5 separate regions of the Mus musculus genome follow, and all the other regions are linked to region 1. A link is a contact called in public HiChIP or PLAC-seq and promoter capture Hi-C data. All regions are on one chromosome and are shown on one strand. The core of a region is the stretch at or near the end of the contact, and the rest is flanking DNA. Distances in the headings are between cores, read along the strand shown.

Region 1 (2,604 bases), core at 66-2,565:
TCCCAGGCCAGTTGGGCCTACAAGATAAGTAGTAATAATGATACATAATGAGCATTAACAGAGAACCCTCTGTTCACTCTAAGCACCAACTCTTGTATATATAATGATCTACTCACCACTCTTCAATTATGGGGAAACTAAAGCACAGAGTAAGAGAAACATATCCAAGAGAAAGTGTTGGGGCAACTGCCTGAACTCAGGCTACTGGTCCAGAGATCTGTGTGCACCCTGCCCCAGGTCCCTTGTCCCCCCATCACACACTACCTGCTAAGTAGACGGAGACCCCACAGCAGAACAGGCCAAGCGCTGAGTGCCTGAGGAGGCGGCAGTCATACAGAAACCAGTCCGACCTGGGGTGGGGGTGGGGGGGCAGGAAGGGGGACAGTGACCCAGTGACACCAGAAACCAAAGTTTAGAGTCTCAGCCCTCCACCTGCCTACCTACCTAGCCAGTCATCCAGCTGTAACATCACCGCATGTACCCCTACCCCCATCTATCCACGCACCCACCACTCATTTGCTTGAATCTACCAATTTCCAACCAGCACCAGACTTCCTTACACAGTGGAGGGTCAAAGTTGGGACAAGGGTGTGGTTGACTCAACGAGAGCATCTCATCGCATCCCCACTGTTCCAAGTAGAGTCCCTACACCTGCACCACCGAGCTCAGAGTCTTGAGCAGGTGACCAGGCTGCGGCTTGCTGCGTATCCACAACTGTCAGTCCCGCCCTTCCTGAACCCCGCTTCAGAGAGGAAAGCCTCGAGGTTGGGGTGCAGCTCCGATGACTGACATGTGTCCCCCGCCCCCATACACGGGAAGCACCAGCGCAGGAAGAAGGGGGCGCGCTGAGGCCCTGTTAGTATCACCCCGAGAAACCGGTGTGCTCTCGGAGTCTCAGTTTCCCTCTCTGTAGGTAGAGGCGGTGGTATCCTACCTGCCCGGCCCCGGCCCGCGTGCCAACTCGGCGCCCAGGTGACCACAGAGCGCGGCGAGCAGCAAGCAGCTAAGCCCGAGGACCTGTGCCAGCGCGGCCAGCGCGGTCGCCAGCGGCAGCAATGCCCCAGCCGCAGCTTCAGGTAGCCCGGCATCGGGGTCCAGCTCCGGGTGCAGCCCGTCGGTGCGTACGCGCCGAAGCTCCGCGCGCCCTGCCTGGAGCTGGAACAGCAGCTGCGCAGCCAGCGCGACCAGCACCGCGGCCGGGATGCCCAGTAGGGTCATCGCGGCCAGTACCCGACCTCCGTAGGAACGGCCCATGGCGCGGGCCTTGGATGGAGGGAGGCGGCAGTAGGCGTTCGGGAGTCCTGGGGTATGGACGCCACCGGGGCTCGAGTGCTGGTACCAGATAGGTCGTGGAAAATGAGCAAAAACTTGGGAGAAAGTGTTCTTTTACTGCGCGTCGGCCGAGGGCGCCTCCCCCGGGTGTGCTGGGGAAGGAGGAACTGGGGTTTTGTGGGGTTGGTCTGGGAGGGGCCATGCTAGGAGATCCCGAGGGGGCTCCACCCCTGTAGAGGGGTGGAGCCTAGCCCCTAGGTGAACCGGGAGACGAGGGGCGGGGTTGAACAAGCAAAATTTAAGAGGGGCGTGGTCTATGTGATGAGTGGGAAGGGGCGTGGCTAAGGCGGAGCTTAAGAAGGCTCCTGAAGGGCGGACTTAAGAGGACGGGCCTCAGGGACATCCCAACATCGGGGTCTGAGTCCTGTGGACGATGATGGGTGGGGTCCCCAGGGTGAAGGGACCAGAAAGGGAGTCTTGCAAGGCAGAGGTAGGAGGGCTCTAGTTCTGACAGGTGTTGGGGAGGAGAGGTGGGGTTTGGTTGAGCGGAGAACGCAGGTGGGTTGTGGTCTTGGGTCGGGGCCTGGAAATAGACTTGTCTGGGAGGGGGCGTGAATTGCCCCGCCGTTTGGATGGGTGGGGCGGTGTTTGGAGAGTCGGAGAAGTAGGCAGAGCCCAGGAGATAGAGGCGGGCAAACTGTGAGTACGGGGAAGTGGGGCCCAACTTGGTCTCCATAGCTAGTTCTAGGCCAGTCAGGGCTACCTATAGAGACTCTGTCTTTAAAAAAAAAAAAAAATTGTGGGAGGGCAACCGAGGAGATGTCAGGAGATGAAGCTCTGAGTCTTGCTTGGACTCAGGCAGGGTCACAAAGCCCAAGGATGGAGATCTTGATTCACAGAGTGCCTGACCCTGGAAACTGCACCTATGGCATAGACAGGCATTTTCCTGTCGCCCTGAGGACCAAGCTTCTAGTAGCTGTTTATTAAAATATCACCATCATCATCATCATTTGTTTTAGGTGTATGAGTGTGTTGCCTACATGTATGTATGTCTGTGCATGTCAGGTATCTGTGGAAGTCATAGGAGGGCTTCTAGGCTCCTGGAACTGGAGTTACAGATGGTTACTAGCCACTGTGTGGATGCTGAGAACTGAAACTCTACCCTTTGCAAGAGCAGAAATGCTGGTGCTCTTATCCACTGAGCCATCTTCTCAATGTGTATATATCTGAACAAATCAGGCACAATAACACAGGCCTGCCGTCACTGTCATCAATTCAGAGGGTGAGGCAATGGGAATGTGGACACTTGGAAGAAAGTAGGGACTACAAGAC
Region 2 (2,604 bases), core at 48-2,547, 930 kb before region 1:
TTAGGGAGAGCTACAGTTCGCTTGGATTCACACAACCCTAGCGGATTTGTAAGGGGGCGTGACCCAAATCAGCCTGGGCCCGCCCTCAGCCCTGCTGGGTCCCAGAGCTGAGTCCAGTCCCCTGGATCCTCCTCCCTCCCATCCAAGCGACTGTCACTTGTTACTGTAGCAGTCTCTTTACAAGCGATTGCGTCAGATTTCCGATCCAGTTCCCGCAGGTTCTTTCCGTTTGGCTCCCAACCTGGCTCCTGTCCCTCCCTCTTCCCTCCAGGACCCTCTAACCTTCCCCCATGTCCTCCCCAACTCGAGTGCTGTGCATCTCCAGGAGCGACCTTGACCTCTCTGGACATCATTTGTCCAGCTCCGGTCTAGGGACGGTCATCCGTCCTACTCTGGCTGAGCCCGCTGCTGGCAGCTCCAGAGGTCACAGCAGGGGAAACTGAGTCTCGGAAGCTGGGCTGGGCTCGTGGACTTGAGTGTGTTGGTTGGAGCTTGGAGAGGGTGTTCCTGAAGTGGGTCCCTGGTTGCTACTCACCCTCTGGACTGAGTATCCGGACAGCTGGGTCAGGACTTGGTTCTGAGTTCGAGTCCTCTCGGCTCTGGTTGGCATGCAGCCGGCTCAGCAGGTCCTGGAAGCGACCCCGTAGCTCGTCGGCGTTGAGTTGGGACTCAGGGCCGGAGGGTCGCTGTTCAGGCATTGCCAGGGCGTCCCCCTGCGATGGCCATGACAGCAGCAGCAGCAACAGCAGCAGGAACAGCAGGAACCTCAGTTGAGAGCCGCCTGGAGGCTGGGCCTGGAGCGCGGGCGGGGCCATGTCGCTTGTGTCCTGAGTGTGTCTTTGAGTTAAGCCCTCTGCAGCTGCCTTTATACCCACTGGACTCTGTCCGCTCCGCCCCCGTGTGCGATGCCAACTCGGGTGACCAGGCTAATTCGGGCGGGAATCCCAGGGCTCCGCAGGGGGAGGGGGTGGGAGGGAGGGAAACCGCCGGGCTGGGACCTGAGTGAGGGCTGATCGTCCCCACAGAACATGTGATGGAGTCCAGACTGAAGTTCAAGTGGCTTCTTCCTTCCTCTTGGGACCAGGACTCTCTCCCTCTCTCTTTCCTCCTCTCTCCCTCCCTCCTCCCTCCACCCCCATCAAAGGTGAAGCCAAGGAAAACCTAGAAAAGGCAAGTTCAGGCAAGTCACCCCTATGCCTCAGTGTCCCAGGAGTAGACATTACAGCCGTGCCCAAATGGGCTGGGACATAAGGACAAATCAGGGACTGCACCTCTTCGGTGTCCTCTGTGGGACTCCTACCAATCCTTCAAAACCCTGTACGAACAGTTGTCGCTTCAGGAACCAGATTTACCTTTCAGGATGACTGGATGCTCACACGTGCCCTGCCCTGTGCCTGCCTCAGTATCCCCAGACCAGGGGTTCCTCTTGGGAATGGAGGGAAGAGGAAATCTGCTGCGGGCCTCCTTCCAAACAGGAGGCGGCAGGTGGCTGGAGGGGGTGGGCAGTTCGTCTCAGGCTCAGATAGAAGATGGAGGAGGAGGATGAAGGTGCCAGGAGCCCCATCCACGGTCAGCCTGGGCCCTGAAAGGGTAGTGGCTGTAGTTAGGGCCTCTGGGGAAGACAGGAGTGAGCAAGGAGGGGCACCAGGTGTCATCAAGGGCTCCTGCTGGGGTCCCTCCCAGTATTTACATACTGCTGGGTGGCCTCTGACCTGTGGGGTCACTCCAGGTTAATGACTGACTAGGGTTACTCCATGTCCCCCTGTGAAGACAAGGTAGGTGCATGGTAAGTCTTCACCCGCCATCTCCTTTGTCCAAGACCAGGATGACCCCCAGAACCCTCCCCAAACTGATTCCAGACCACTCCTCCTCAGATCCAAGCCCCACCCCTGATGCACTGCCCAGAACTACCTGTTTGCTCCAGGACCCTTTGCCTACGGGGGTGACTCTTAAAGATCAATGTGGAGAGAGGTGGCACCGCCCTTGGGATCGCAGCTGTGGGCAGTTTTGAGGTATCTGCACTCTGTGAGGAGGCACAGCATGGTGGCCACCTGGCCGGTGAGAGTGGGGTTCTGGGATTATGTTCATCTCTGACCGTTTTCCCCCAAATTTAAGTCTCAGAGTTGGATTCTCTGCCCTGGGCGAGCTGCTGATCTCCGAATCATATCCCAGAGGATAATACTGCAGTCTTCTGGTCCCAGGCCAGCCATTGAGCCTCAGTTTCTCTTTCTGTGAAAGGCTGCTGTGGTCTACATCGTCAGGGTAGGGGTACAGCGGGGGCCGGGGGTGCACGCTACAAATTGAGGGACTATCCCGCGGTCCCATGTGACCTTGGACAAGTTTCTCAGCCTCTCTGCGCTGCAGAGCAAAGGCCAAGGATCAGGATACAGCTGTCTTGCTGCGTGAGATGAGAGGTTGAGACAGGACCATCATGGGTCACAGGTGGGGAAACTGAGGCTGGGGACGGCCCAAAGTCTCTTGGGATGCAGATGGCTTCGTAGATATGGAGCTCGGGAGTGGGCCGAGCAGCTGCCCACTCCCACACGGGGAGCCCTGTGCGGTCTGGATGCTGGGACAGGCCTCGATGTTCTCAGCACTTCTGTA
Region 3 (2,604 bases), core at 43-2,542, 890 kb after region 1:
AGGTTCTCTCCTTCCACCCTGTAGGTTCTGGGGATCAAACTCAGGTTACCAAGCTTGGCCACAGGCCAATCTAGCTGGCCCCACTTTTCATTTTGATTTCCCCTCTTTTTGTTTTGTGCCAAGACCTGGCTGTATCTTAGGGTGGGCCAGAGCTCACTCTATAGCTAGGCTGGTCTTGAACTTGTGATTTTCCTGCCTCATGAAGACCCTGGAGTGCTAGGATTCTAGGTTGTGCTACAGCATGGTTCCAATTTTCATGAAGTGAGATGATCTTGGGCAACTACTGAAAAATGCCAACACAGTCATTCCTGTTGACTCCAGTTGTCATTCCAGCACTTTCTGAGCACCTCCACTGTCATTCCAATCCACACTCAAGGTGCATACTGCCTCCAACATACATAGATGTGGAAAAAGTAACCAGCACTTGGGAGGCTGAGAGTTAGAGCCATCTAGGGCTACATGAGACTGCTCAAAGACTAAACCAAAACACACTTCGGTCAATTTTTTTTTTTTTTTCTTTTTCCAAGACAGGGTTTCTGTGTAGCCCTGGCTGTCCTGTAACTCACTCTGTAGACCAGGCTGGCTTCGAACTCAGAAATCCACCTGCTTCTGCCTCCTGAGTGCTGGGATTAAAGGCGTACGCCACCACCGCCCGGCTACTCTGGTCAATCGTAAAGGAATGTAAACCCAAACAGGGTATTGCAGAGCCTGCATGTGCCTCAGTGTCCTGGCTTGAACGGTGGGTGCGTTGTCAGGGTGCCATGAGGTTTCTAACTCTACTCTATTTGCTCCCGATTCTACACTAACCTTTGTCTTTCTCTTTATGCCCATAGAACTTCCCCGATGAGACTCTGAAGTGCCCAAACTGGGAGTCATTGGTGGACTGCACCCAGCGGTTCCTCCAGCGCTCTGTGGGGAGACAGGAGGGTTAGTGGTGCAAAGCGCACGGGTCCATATCATAGATGGTGGACACAGGCCACCAGCCACCACGGCAATCGCCTTCACCTCCGTCTAGAAACTCCTCCTGGAAGTACACAGTGGCTAGTGCCACGCGCAGCACACAGATGGCCCAGAGCAATGCACGAGCCGAGACCATAGCTGCACGTGCGACTTCAACTCTCTGCTCTCAGGCGTCCGTACCGCTTGACGGGCGCAACTCAGAAACTACAACTCCCGGCATGCCTTGGGATTATGACCTGGGGACGCTAATGGGTGCGCTGAAATTACTGGTCCCGTGACGCCCGGGATTGTGACCTGAGTTGCTCATTGGTGGGTGGAGCGCGGTGGCCGACGGGAAATGTAGTCTCTAGTTGCTCTGGCGCTGTCTCCTGAGGCAACCGCACACTGGGGCCTATACTTTGAGGCTGAAGCCTAGCGGGAAGAAGCCAACGCAGCTACTCAGGTGACCTCACAGTGATCAAGTGGGTTGGCAAGGGGCTTCAGGAAAACGGGCGGCATACCCACACCAGAGGTTCCTCATCTGGAGAGCGATGGGGCATGATCCCTTAGGGCTTGCAAACAATAGCGAGGAAACTGAGTATAGGCAGTGTTATTAGCATGGAGAAGAACTCCAGGTGCTGTGTGATATGGGTCCTCTCAGTTGTGTATCCTGGTTACAGGTTCCAGAGCAGGTACAGATATAGGTACGAATCTGGACGCCTGTCCTCAAATCTCTCTGAGATTCTTTGGTTTTTTTTTTTTTTTTTTTTTTTTAGATTTATTTATTTATTATATGTAAGTACACTGTAGCTGTCTTTCAGACACTCCAGAAGAGGGCATCAGATTTCGTTATGGATGGTTGTGAGCCACCATGTGGTTGCTGGGATTTGAACTCGGGACCTTCAGAAGAGCAGTCGGCGCTCTTAACCACTGAGCCATCTCACCAGCCCCGATTCTTTGGTTTTGAGCTCACTCAACCTTACCAGTTCTTATGCCTGTCCCACACGCCCTACAGCTTATTAAAAGAAATACTTTTATCTGGGTGGTGGTGGCATACACCTTTGATCACAGCACTTGGGAGGCAGGCCTGATCTAAGGAGCTCCCAGGAAAACCAGAGCTATACAGGGAAACCTTATCTTGAAAAAAATAAAAACAAAACAAAAAGTATACTTATACAGTGAAGTACTTTTAAAGGCTGAAAACACAATCTTTATTTTCCTAGAATGGCTTCCACAAGAAGACCCTTTGGCCCTCCACGTAGTGGTTTTGACTTAAGGGATATGTTCTTAGATAGCTCGAGGATGGAAGAGATCAGAAACTTACAAGCCCGAAGTCTTGGCCAAGTGACACCTGGGCAGAGCAGAATCTTAAAGAGAAACCAAACGATGGACGAGAAATATTTGATGCCCAAAGAGGAGGCCATGGCAGGGAGGGGGGTGAGTCTGGGCTTGAGGCCTCCCACCATCTCCTCCAAGACCAGAGCCAGTGAGGCCCTTAGGAAACTGGCCCAGATTGAAACCAAGATCCTGAATCGGAAGCAGGTGCCCATGGCTTGGTCTGATGTGGAGTCTGACTCCACATCCATCGAGCAGAGTCTTCCTAAGAGGACAGGTGCAGCTTCTGTTTCTTCCCAGTACCCACACAGAACTTTCCAGAAACAAGTG
Region 4 (2,604 bases), core at 74-2,573, 830 kb before region 1:
TGACAATCAGAGCATGTCATTTCAGGGTCAGAGGACAGGGCTGCTGTCCTCACCCCCCCCCCCCCCAGCCAGGACCTGTGTGACCCAGTGTCCTGGCAGGACAGAGGCCACTATCCAAGGAACTGGAAGACCTAACCTAACGGGAGGCAGCCTGGGGAAAGCTACAAATCCACATGACTTAAGAAGCCCACCCAGGGCCGGGCGTGGTAGCGCACTTGGGAGGCAGAGGCAGGTGGATTTCTGAGTTTGAGGCCAGCCTGGTCTACAAAGTAAGTTCCAGGACAGCCAGGGCTATACAGAGAAACCCTGTCTCAAAAAACAAACAAACAAACAAACAAAAAACAAAAAAACAAAAAAACAAGTGAGTTCCAGGACAGCCAGGGCTATACAGAGAAACCCTGTCTCGAAAAACCAAAAAACAAAAAAAAGCCCACCCAGAGCAAGTACCCAGGGCAAGTACTCAGGGCACGAAAAGGCCCTACAGTAGGAGAGGCATGGGCCTATTTCCTGATGAAGACATCGAGGCCTACCTGGCCGTGAAGTGAAGAGGGGTCTTCTGACTGCTGGAAGGATCTGAGTTTTCCAGCAATCTTCAAAACCTTGGGGCAGGAGGTACCAAGTGGGCTGTGCAGAGGTCACGGGGAGGAAGGAGCTGGCTGCCTCAGCTCCTCTCTGCACACCCTGCTCTCCACCACTCCCTCAGTGGCTCAGGCTCCAGTCTGGTAACCCTTCAGACAGCCGACTTTAGGGTGAGACAGGACCCACTCTTCAGTACAGGTGAGGGTGTCTCCCTCGTTGCTATGATGTTTGACAGCAGATTGAAGTGACCTCCACCCACAGCAGGTCACGCTCTGATGACCACTGGAGTAGGTGGTGAGAGGTCTCCTGGCCTGTCTGTGGGGGAGGGGTGTAGGGTGAAACATTAACTTGCTTCACAGCCACAGACTGGAGTGGCCTCAAGATCTCCTAGGCCCAGGCCACATTCCATCTTCCAGTCCCAGCTCCCTGGCTTTCCCACTTCTGACTGCAGCTCTAACTTGTGGGTAAGGTTTGACCAGAGAGTGTCATCAGCTGCCTGGACCAGCACAGCATAGCAGAACAGCTTTCCTAAAGCCTTGGGGTGCCTTGATTGGTACCCCAAAATACTAACGTAATGCCTCAGTCTCAGGCTATTTCTGTCCTCTGTCAGGTGTAAACACATTAACAAGTAAACCTTTGCCTGGCCACTCACCCCTCTCCTCCCCTCCCCCTCAGCCCTGTTTTGGTCACACACTTGGGCACACACACACACCTCCCTGCCCTTGTGGTCACTCTGCCCTTACCCCCTCCTCCAGTCCCGAGGGTGCCTCCTGGCTCGGGTCTAGTCTGGTGCTCAGTTAAAGAACCCAGCTGGGAGTGGGATAGGACCGTCTGTCCTCTGCTCCTGGGAGGTCACAGAGCACACTCACAGCGCAGGTCCCCACAGGAGCAGCTGGAAGTGAGTACCACACCTGTGTCAGTGTGAGAAGGCCTACCTCTCATGAAACTCGGCTCTCAGAAACCCCACAAAGCGCAAGAGTCCCTCCGGGCGCTGAACGGTTCTCCTAGGTGACCTGGACCCAGGATTCTAGTCCCTAGGGCTGGCCAGGGTAGGGAGCTTGGGCGGGAGTACCTGCAGCAGCCTCGCCAGGCAGCTGTGACTTCGCTGCCTTGCTGATGTGGCTCTGGGCTCTGGGGGCGTGGGGTGGCCCAGCAACTGGCTGGGACCTGGTCTCACTGATCCCTGTCATCACAGAAGCCTGCACCATGAGGCGGAGTGGCACGGCCCTGTCCTTCCTGTGGACTGAGGTGAGTAGGCCGGGACTGGGCTCAGTGCAGGAGCTGGGGACTGAGGTCCCTGCTCTGAAAAGGGACAATGAGGCTCCCTGAGCCCAGGGCCTGAATGCAAGATAAAAGTCATTTTAAAGATTTGTTTGTTTGTTTATTTACTTATGAGTACACTGTCGCTATCTTCAGACACACCAGGAAAGGATATTGAATCCCAGTACAGATGGTTGTAGGCCACCATGTGGTTGCTGAGAATTGAACTCAGGACCTCTGGAAGAGCAGCCACTGCTCTTAACCACTGAGCCATCTCTTCAGCCCTAAAAATATTTTTTATTATTTTCTGTATGGGGGTTTCCGCCTGAATGGTTTGTCTGTGTACCGCAGAGGTCAGGGCCCACTCAGGCTAGGAAAGGCCAATCCATGCCCTGAAACTGGAGTTACAGAACCCTGGTCTCCAGCTGCCATTGCTGGAATCACTGAGCCATCTCTCCAGACCCCTCTACCTTCATTTGTTTTAGATTTATGGTTCCTCTGTGTCTCTCTGTCTCTCTCTGCCTCTGTGTGTGTGTGTGAGAGAGAGAGAGAGAGAGACAGAGAGACAGAGAGACAGAGACAGAGAGATTTTTTTTCGATTTTTTTTCCTTTCAATGTGACAGGGTCTTACGTAGCCCAGGCTAGCCTCGAACTTTGACTGCAACCAAATATGACGTTCTAATCCCTATGCCTCCAGCTCCACCTCCTAAGCTCTGGAACCCAAAGTGAAGGGAGGGCTGTTGCCTGTTCTGTGTGCTGCTGGGG
Region 5 (2,604 bases), core at 31-2,530, 650 kb after region 1:
TTAACAATCTGGAAGCCTGGGCCAGTCAGGACTCTGTCCATCTGCCCTGGGAACTGAAGTTCTCCTTGCCCAAGCCTCAGTTTCCCCACCAGTAATCTGATCGTGATGGCCAAAGTGACCTTCCAGTAGTCCTCACAGACAATGGGCTGATGGGTGAGAGGTGTACCCATCAATAATGGATGCCCTGTACCCACATAAGAGGGACTCGACCTGATGCCCCACAGCTGAACCGCAGCCAGCTTGGGTTTCACAGATAATGGTCCAACAGACAGAAGGGTGTCATGGGAGTTTCATCTCTGTCCATCCTGTTGGGCTCAAGCCAGGAACCTGCAGTCACCCAAGGGCTGCCAATACTCCCCCACAATCTCCTTGCCACTTACAGCTGAGGGCTGGATCTCAGCTCTGCAGTGGACTCCCAACCTCAAAGGGCCAGTGTGCCTCTCCAAGGCTCTCGCACCTTCTGTGGCTCCCTGCTACCCTTAGGTAAAAGGACAAGTTCCTCAGTACAAAACCTCAGCCAGTATGACAGGGTGTGACTTCTCAGCCAACAGTCTCTGCCTCAGTCCACTGACCTTGAGGCAACACCCACATCAAAGCATGGTGGTACAGGCTTGCAAGGCAGAGGCAGGTGGATTTCTGTGTTCAGAGTGAGCCTGATTTACAGAAGGAGTTCTAGGACAGCCAGGGCTACACAGAGAAACCCTGTCTCTCAGTGAAAGAAAGGAAGAAAGGAAGGAGGAAAGAAAGAGAAAAGGAAAACCAAGAGGACCCAATATGGCAACAACCTGCCTGATGACCTGGGTTTGACCCCTAAGACTCATGTGGTGGAAAGAGAGACTGGAAAGCTGGACCAGCTATTTAGTCCCAGAACCCACCTAAAGGGGGCAGAAAAAAAAATCAACTCTGCAAATTGTCATCTAACTGCAACACACACACTATATCACATATTCACACATTTGCACACTCACACATCACGCCCCCCTGCAATAATATTTTTTTTAATTGCAGCCAGCTACAGTGACATATACCTGTGATCCCAGCACCCAAGAGGCAGAGGTAATGTTGAGGTTAGGCTGGGCTCATTCTCAAGCAAACAAAACAGAACAATAGCAAAAAGATTGCACAAAGGCCCAGCAGTGACTAGAAAGTTGTTTTGGGGTGTCACCTCCCTTCATTCCCCCACTGACCTCATGATCTCCTTCCTCGTGAAGAAAGTACAGTCCTGTGGGGAGAGAAACCAGCTTGATCCAGACCTGCCTCTGGGTCATCTCTCCCTGTGCCCCTCTACACACTCCAAATCCACACAGACAGCCTGATGTCCCAAACAGGGCTGTGCCAGCCTGGCAGGATCCACTGCACACACCCACCTGGTATTCCTCCAGCTGCTCGTGACTAAACACAGTCTGCTTGTTGCCCATGCTGCAGACTGCAGCCTTGAATACACTGGAACTGAAATTACAGGTGGCTCCTCGGGAGCACCCGTGCTCATAATGTTTGAGCAGATGTTCCTGCCCTGGCTGTCACCTGCCCACCTATCCAGTTGGTTGCCCCAAGCTTGGTGAAGCTCAAGTTACAGCCTGGCTCTCTGGGCAACCTTTTGAATGTGTCCACAGGTGTGGAAGAGGTCTGTGAGAGGTCACAGAGAAGCCATTCTGTCTGGAACACCTTCAAGGGAAAGCCATGCACATACCCCAGTCTACATCCTAGCTTTTCCCCCCTGCTAGCTGTGTGGTCTTGAGTAATTGTCTGACCTCTCTGAACCTTGCTTGTGAAATTGAAATTACATTACCATCTATAGGATCAGTCTGAGGGTGACAGACATATTGGATGTGGCAGTGTGTGACTGTGGCTGAGGCAGGAGGCGGAGGATTCCTATGCTTGCTTCCCTCTCTGCCTCTTCTCTTTTCTCTTCTCTTCTCTTCTCTTCTCTTCTCTTCTCTTCTCTTCTCTTCTCTTCTCTTCTCTTCGCTTCGCTTCGCTTCGCTTCTCTTCGCTTCTCTTCTCTCTCTTCTCTTCCCCTCCCCTCCCCTCCCTTCTCCTCCTCTCCTCTGTCCTCAGCCTTCTTCTTTTTTTTTTTTTTTTTTAGTTTTTCGAGGGTTTCTCTGTGTAGCCCTGGCTGTCCTGGAACTCACTCTGTAGACCAGGCTGGCCTGGAACCCAGAAATCCACCTGCCTCTGCCTTTCCAAGTGCTGGAGTCAAGGGTGTGCGCCACCATGCCCAGCTTGTCCTCAGCCTTTACTCTTTCCCTTTGGCCCTGTCCCAGTCATTTCTGGGTCCCTTCTTTAATGAGGACACTGGCAGACCTAACAATGCATCACTAAGCAGAGGCTGAATAACACCTTGTGCCTCAGTTTACCTATCTGTACAATGAGGTTGTTCTGCTTAGAGGAATATCTGTGACTGTGAAAAAGACCAATCTGAATAAATCCATTCAGAGTACCAGTCATGACTGCTGTCATCTTCTCAGCATCCGTAGTTTATAAAAAAAAGAACCAGCCAGGCGCGGTGGCGCATGCCTTTAATCCCAGCACTCGGGAGGCAGAGGCAAGTGGATTTCTGAGTGAGGGCCAACCTGGTCTACAGAGTGAGTTCCAGGACAGCCA

Evidence for each region. Promoter capture Hi-C pulls out the DNA fragments that hold promoters and counts their contacts. HiChIP or PLAC-seq counts read pairs in DNA pulled down with a chosen protein or histone mark. Capture Hi-C pulls out chosen DNA fragments and counts their contacts.
Region 2: an H3K27ac HiChIP or PLAC-seq map of embryonic stem cells shows a contact between it and region 1, with 3 times the contacts expected there. The contact joins the promoter of Gdf15 here to the promoter of Tmem221 in region 1. A contact is called at or near these places in 1 of 39 promoter capture datasets (pre-B cells), 1 of 484 Hi-C or Micro-C datasets (embryonic stem cells) and 1 of 115 datasets of contacts at active chromatin or transcription factors (embryonic stem cells).
Region 3: a contact with region 1 is called in a promoter capture Hi-C map of pre-B cells, with 2.6 times the contacts expected there. The contact joins the promoter of 1700030K09Rik here to the promoter of Tmem221 in region 1.
Region 4: a contact with region 1 is called in a promoter capture Hi-C map of pre-B cells, with 3 times the contacts expected there. The contact joins the promoter of Pde4c here to the promoter of Tmem221 in region 1. A contact is called at or near these places in 1 of 39 promoter capture datasets (pre-B cells) and 1 of 115 datasets of contacts at active chromatin or transcription factors (microglia).
Region 5: a contact with region 1 is called in a promoter capture Hi-C map of pancreatic islet. The contact joins the promoter of Cib3 here to the promoter of Tmem221 in region 1. A contact is called at or near these places in 3 of 39 promoter capture datasets (the HPC-7 cell line, HPC-7-derived erythroid cells, cranial neural crest and 1 more), 1 of 484 Hi-C or Micro-C datasets (myocytes), 2 of 115 datasets of contacts at active chromatin or transcription factors (embryonic stem cells and stem cell-derived neural progenitor cells) and 1 of 9 other capture datasets (pancreatic islet).

Annotation. Positions count from the first base shown.
Region 1 is chr8:71,557,556-71,560,159 of GRCm38.p6, forward strand. Tmem221 (transmembrane protein 221) reads right to left here and starts at 1,316. Exons shown (of 4, transcript NM_001100462.1): 1 at 935-1,316; 2 at 265-350. The coding sequence starts at 1,254.
Region 2 is chr8:70,630,798-70,633,401 of GRCm38.p6, forward strand. Gdf15 (growth differentiation factor 15) reads right to left here and starts at 1,298. Exons shown (of 2, transcript NM_011819.3): 1 at 536-1,298. The coding sequence starts at 815. Gm34154 (a long non-coding RNA gene) reads left to right here and starts at 1,766. Exons shown (of 2, transcript XR_870495.2): 1 at 1,766-2,058.
Region 3 is chr8:72,442,588-72,445,191 of GRCm38.p6, forward strand. 1700030K09Rik (RIKEN cDNA 1700030K09 gene) reads left to right here and starts at 1,293. Exons shown (of 8, transcript NM_028170.2): 1 at 1,293-1,402; 2 at 2,163-2,604. The coding sequence starts at 2,164. Calr3 (calreticulin 3) reads right to left here and starts at 1,191. Exons shown (of 9, transcript NM_028500.3): 1 at 1,006-1,191; 2 at 808-909. The coding sequence starts at 1,096.
Region 4 is chr8:70,722,741-70,725,344 of GRCm38.p6, forward strand. Pde4c (phosphodiesterase 4C, cAMP specific) reads left to right here and starts at 1,324. Exons shown (of 17, transcript NM_001310465.1): 1 at 1,324-1,477; 2 at 1,775-1,827. The coding sequence starts at 1,786. Gm34255 (a long non-coding RNA gene) reads right to left here and starts at 1,788. Exons shown (of 3, transcript XR_379077.3): 1 at 1,652-1,788; 2 at 531-894.
Region 5 is chr8:72,211,557-72,214,160 of GRCm38.p6, forward strand. It overlaps Cib3 (calcium and integrin binding family member 3), which reads right to left and starts at 1,281. Exons shown (of 5, transcript NM_001080812.1): 1 at 1,188-1,281. The coding sequence starts at 1,192.